2 separate regions of the Mus musculus genome follow, and region 1 is linked to region 2. A link is a contact called in public HiChIP or PLAC-seq data. All regions are on one chromosome and are shown on one strand. Each heading gives the region's core, a stretch centred on a gene start, on an enhancer-like site or on the middle of the called end of the contact. The rest is flanking DNA. Distances are from core to core; before and after follow the strand shown.

Region 1 (2,700 bases), core at 64-2,563, 230 kb before region 2:
GTTTTTTTGTTTTTGTTTGGTTTGGTTTGGTTTGGTTTGGTTTTTTTGAAGAGTGGGGAGGGGAGCTCTCATGCAGCAGCTAGGCAGGATTAGGGGATTGGGACTTCACCCCCCCCCACACACACACACACACACACACCCCCCGCACATTGTGTGTCACCTTGTCAAGAGCCCCTCCCCTCCCACCCTCCCAGGTCCAGGCAGCTGCAGCAAGTGCTTTCAGCATCTGACCCGTGTTCACGGCCTTAAGGGATTGTCAGAAAGAGTGACATTTAGAAGGTCGAGGGTCTCAGCAACTTGAAGTCTGCCTGTCCGACTAGGCGGAATCAGCTCGAGCATTTATCCATTTATCGACATCCCGAGTCACCAGGCACGGCTCGTCCCCGGCACTGTCAGAAGTGGACGATGCAAAGATGAATAAAACTTGCCCAGAAAGCGCTCCGTCAGGGGTGAGACGAACTCCCAAGACAGTCGTGGGATACAGTGGGGTCAGAGCTGGTGGGAAAGTTGACAGACTAGAGCAAGAAGCCCTGAGAAGACCCTGTTGTCTCCATGGACATCTAATCTAGACACCAGCCGACAAGGCCAGGAAATGAGATGATGCTAAAATGAGTCAGAGTCCTCACAAATGGAGAGAGTACAAGTAGATCGCCTGAAGGTAGGAAGGCTACAGAGGGGCTAGCTGTGACATCACATGAGGGAGATGTAGCGCAGGAATAGAAGTTTGCCCGGCAAGCACAAAGGCCCTGGGTTTCACCTCAGCACCAGGGAACGAGATGCAGGAATCATCTGGGAGCCTTTGACAGAAGCCCCTAGGCCCATTTAGTCAGGATTTCTCTAAATTAGAAGCCAGGTGTAGAGCCCCTGGGCATCTTCACTTGCCAGCAGCATGAGGGACAGAATTAAAAACCGGAGGGGCGGGACGCAGATAAATTCCTCCTCACTCCGCGGGCGGAAGGAACAGGCGTGAGACTCGGGCTAGGAGCTGAGCTAGGAGTTGGTGACAGTGTCCAAAGAGTTGAACTAAAAAGCAGGAAATCTGCTAAGACCTTGCTCTGGGTCCTTCACCTTCTCCAGCCCCTAGAGGAAAGGACACTCACTATTCAGGAGGCGGACGAGGTGGGGGACTATTAATAAGGACTGTTCTGCTCCGTCCTGCGCACACCCAGGCCCCACATTGAATGCTGAGACAGCTAGGCAGCCTTGTTCTGTTCCCGCAGCCCTCGCCACTTCAAATGCTGTCTACATCTATTCTCCAACGCCGCGCTTTCCCAAGCCGTGAGCTCCTCCCTTTGGCCACCAGATGGCAGACTTTCCCGCTAAATCTTGCTAGGCTCTCTGTTTGCCGAGAGAGGCTTTCCAACTCAGGGGTGAGCTACAAGACTCTGGATAGGGAGAAGCCCGGTTGCATAGCAGCCAGGAAACAGACCGACCGATTCTCCTTGCCGCTTCTCAAGCACCAGCCGGGTACATTCCCAAACGTCCTTCGCATCCCTAGTCGTGACCTCACTTTTTCTCGTTCCTAAAATAAATATAAAAGCATTGCGGTAGTCTCGGCACTTAGAGGTGAAGGAGCAACAGACAGGGAATTCAAAGCCAACCTGGGCTATGTGTGAGAAAGTATGAAGAGGAAGCTTCGGTTGAAATTCCAGTTGCACCCCCCTCTCCAGCTAAGTCTGAGCACTTTCCCCAACTTCTTCTCTAAGAAGTGGAGATAAGAACACCTCACCCTAGCACCCTGCGGTTTAAAAAAAAAAAAAAAAAAAAAAACTTGTACAAGGAAGCCGCTGGCTAGTGCTTTGTAGCAAGCTATTTTCAGCCTTCTTAAAAAGATCGCTGGCTCTCCACCCACCTTAGATTTAGTGAGGCGTTACCTCCAACCTCTCTCCCCTTCCCTCCTCTGCCTCTTCTCCCTCTGAGCCCAATCCCAGGGGGATGTAAAAATGACCTCATGCATTCACAGACCCTGTCATTCAAATTAGCTGACCTCATTTGAACCTCCCACACACTGGGGGGCAGATGAGGAAACTGGCCTAGAGAGGCCACTAACAGAGTAAACCCCACAGGCAGAGCCCACCCCTCCATAGCCGGATCTGTCTCCTGCTATTGGTAACTATCTCTGACCTGCAGGGTTGGCCACTCCCTCCAGAAGCCCTTATCTCGGCCTTATCTCCCACAAAAGCTGTTTTTATCCTGAGGTGAGAGCCCTTGGCCTGATGAAATCTGTTGTGTTTACAAATGACAGGAATTAGACAAATTCCTGTTGTAAAAAAAATTTTAAGAGAGGATGAAGGCTAGAAACAGACCCCAAAGGGTATCACGGTATTAACCAAGAGATTTGTGCTCATCAGTGACGGAACCTGAATTTAAAGGAACACTAGGAAGGCACGAGCATGGCTGATTTCAGGCATGGGAGGTTCTAGGGCTGAAAGGAAGTCCACAAGGTGCCATCTTGACTCCAACACTCATGTGGCCTTTTTCTCCCAGAGAGGTTTCCTCCACGTATTGCTTCATCCCAAGTCTGCATCCTTACCAGCAACCATGGCAACAGCAGAGAGACCCTGCTCCTCCCTCTGTTGCTAGGAAGACCTTTAATTGTCTGGTTGCAATTGGTGAGAAATGGGAGGACTCCCAGGAGGATCACTGCCTAGGTAACACACAGGGGCTGCAGACTCACTCCTGGTCCTTTCTGTCCCGGTA
Region 2 (2,700 bases), core at 65-2,564:
GGAAGATGTTCATGCCCCCTTTACAGCTGACCTCTAGGCGCAGTTGTAGATGGCATAAAACACTAAAATCTGTAAAACCTCTATGACAGGAACACAGATCCCCACATGCCCAGTTAGTAGAGAATGAAAGAACAACATTCACAAAGACTGAGCCAATAAACAAGCCAACCGCAGGAATAAGAGGCATTTAAAAGACAGCTTGTGAACCTTGATGTGTCTCTCATAACAGGGTTAGAACCTTTGCATGTATATGCATGTACAACTACAGAAAAAAGCTCGAGGTATTTATCACCATATTAATGTGTTCGAAATAGCTGAAATACGATGTTTAACCTTGGTGTTTATCTGCTCCCTAAAACACAAAACCAGCTGATTTTCTAAACTGCCCAAGCCATTAATTTATCTACAGGCAGAGTACATGCACAAGCGTTGAACAGCTCCAAATGCAAGGCTGACAACTCCCAGGAACCCACCTGGACTTCAAGGACACGCGCAGGAAACCCAGAAACTGGGGAAAATGGGAGGGAGGTGGTGTACCAACCCCTATCTGACAGCCATGACTACCTCTTTTCAAGAGGGGCCTGGTAGCTGTGCTCCCATTTTGGTAAAACCCGAGTCAAGATTCTCCCGTGCACCTCCCAGATCTGCAGGAGCAAGAGAGCAGCGGGCAGGGGGACCGCAGGAGCCTGGCCCTCATGCATGGGGGTGGGGAAGCCCGCCGCCTGCAACCTGGGGCTGCAGCGATCCCTCCCTTCCCTCCCTGGCTGGCGTCCGAGAACAGTCGCGAGCTTAAAGCGGGCCGCTCCGCCAGAGGCTCCAAGGCCCGTCTTCCCAACCCACGGGTCCCCGGTCCCATCTTACAGGGTTTTTTGGCATCCTTGATCTTCATGGCGTCGGCCTAAGGCGCGAGGGGTAGCCTCGGGTGCAGAGCTCAGCGAGGAGAGGTGAATACTCCGGAGCTGGCTGGGCCGCGCGGCGAGGCCCGGCCGGTTCCTCCCCTCAGGCCGGGTGGGGCGGGCCTAGGGCGGGGCGGCGGCGCCTGAGGCCACAGGCGGCCCACGGGGCGGCCCAGCAACCCCGCAAGGGGCGGCCGGGACCGAGCGAGCCGGGGAAGGCCGCGGGCCTCGCCGCTCCGTGGCCCCCCGCAGCCGCTCCGAACAAAAGGCCCCGGTCCCCCGAGCCGCCGCCGCCGCCGCCGCCGCACTGAGAAATAGCCCGCCCAGGCCCAGCGCCCACGTGACTCAGGCCTCCTCGCCTCGCTCTCCGCGGGGCTGCTAGGAGTTGTAGTTCTCCGTAGAGTGAGGCTCCACTCTCCTGCGGCAGATGCTCAGGCGGACTACAAAGCCCAGGATGCCTCTCGACCCCTATTTCTAGCCCCCCTCCGCTTCCGGAGATCGCCTCAGAGTGGTCCCAGCGGGGAAGAGGCGGAGCCTTAGTCACGCCAGCAAGGAGGCCGCCAATGGTAGCAAGCCGTGGGCGGTCCTGGCAATTCCCGGGCTCTGGTCTCGTAGCGGCTGAAAGAAGAGAGGGGTTGTGAACTCTGAGGGCGCTGTGGCTGTCACGCAGTCGCAGATTTTCCTCTTGATGGTTTTTCCCTGTGATGGCTGTGTCAAAATTCAGGGGTCCAGACCACTGAATACGTTTGATGAGATAAGTCATCCGCTAAAGGAACACCTTGAATATTGGGGTTGGAAGGTCACTAAAGATGGTAACATTTGCTACATAATTATTATTTAATGTAATGTAGTCTAGCAGCCTTTTGAGTCACATGCGAGTTTTATTTACTGTGAAGATACGGCAGGAACGAGGCAGTCGAAACACTTGAAAGTTGTAGTATGGTCGTGGTGCAACGCCTTTAATCCCTGAACTCTGTGGAGGCAGAGGCAGGCAGATCTCTGGAAATTCGAGGCCAGCCTGGTCTACAGAGCGAGTTCCAGGACACCCAGAGCTACAGAGAAACCCTGTCTCATAAAACAAAACGTTTGAAAGCACATGCCTTTCAGGTTCCTCACAGGATCTCTCTAGTCTAGCTCCTCATTATAAAGAGGAAAGTGACTTTCAGAGAAAAGAATTAGATGCACCAGTTCTCAGAATAAACCCAGGATACCCTTTTCTCTACGCCTCTTGTGATTTGAGATCATCCATCGGAAAAGGAAGAGATGGTATCAAGGACATGGCCTCTCCTCCACTTTTATGTCTTAGATGGCAAAGAATTCAGTCATTGACAATATGTGGCTTGGTAGGAACCTCCATGTGCTTGCCCCTGGGGAGTTGGCCCTGGAAGATAGCATTCCAAGAAACAATCTAACTGGCGAGCTCTGCTGTCCTGCCTTTGCTGATTGCTATAGTTTGGATTTAGTTGCTCTAAGCCAAAATTCACACTGAGGCTTCATTTCTCAATGAAGTAGTGTGAGAAGGTGGGGCCTTCAGGAAGTGACTGGGTAATGGGGACACCAGTCTTGCGGTTGATCAATGACTTTCTCTAGAGACTGTATTACATCTCATGGGACTAGGTTAGAGCTTATGGGAATGAGTTGGGTCTGGCAGGTCTGGTTTAATTACTGTGTACTGGTGGATATAATGGAAAGTTAGCTTTGGTGTTCTGGCGACTTTCAGATTCACTTGACATTCTTCTTTGGATTTTACCGTGTAATGTTTGTCAGACCACCCCTGCCTCCAAAGGGTAACTAAACACCCTCC

What was found. HiChIP or PLAC-seq counts read pairs in DNA pulled down with a chosen protein or histone mark.
Region 1: an H3K4me3 HiChIP or PLAC-seq map of forebrain shows a contact between it and region 2, with 5 times the contacts expected there. The contact joins the enhancer-like site here to the promoter of Pank3 in region 2. A contact is called at or near these places in 10 of 39 promoter capture datasets (the 3T3-L1 cell line, the C10 cell line, cranial neural crest and 5 more), 2 of 15 datasets of contacts at CTCF or cohesin (embryonic stem cells and large pre-B cells), 8 of 484 Hi-C or Micro-C datasets (the AML12 cell line, LSK cells, the N1E-115 cell line and 4 more), 19 of 115 datasets of contacts at active chromatin or transcription factors (the 230-238 cell line, astrocytes, embryonic forebrain and 10 more) and 1 of 9 other capture datasets (embryonic stem cells).

The regions. Positions count from the first base shown.
Region 1 is chr11:36,000,099-36,002,798 of GRCm38.p6, reverse strand. All of the region lies in intron 1 of Gm42072 (a long non-coding RNA gene), which reads right to left. Among named protein-coding and RNA genes, the nearest start is that of Gm42072, 3.6 kb to the right of the region's middle. Within about 2 kb of position 1,313, at least 51 of the 459 cell types and tissues checked have an H3K27ac peak or open chromatin away from gene starts, as enhancers often do. A contact at or near this core is called in astrocytes, forebrain, pancreatic cancer cells and 1 more, where this site is marked.
Region 2 is chr11:35,768,109-35,770,808 of GRCm38.p6, reverse strand. Pank3 (pantothenate kinase 3) reads right to left here and starts at 1,314. Exons shown (of 7, transcript NM_145962.2): 1 at 862-1,314. The coding sequence starts at 889.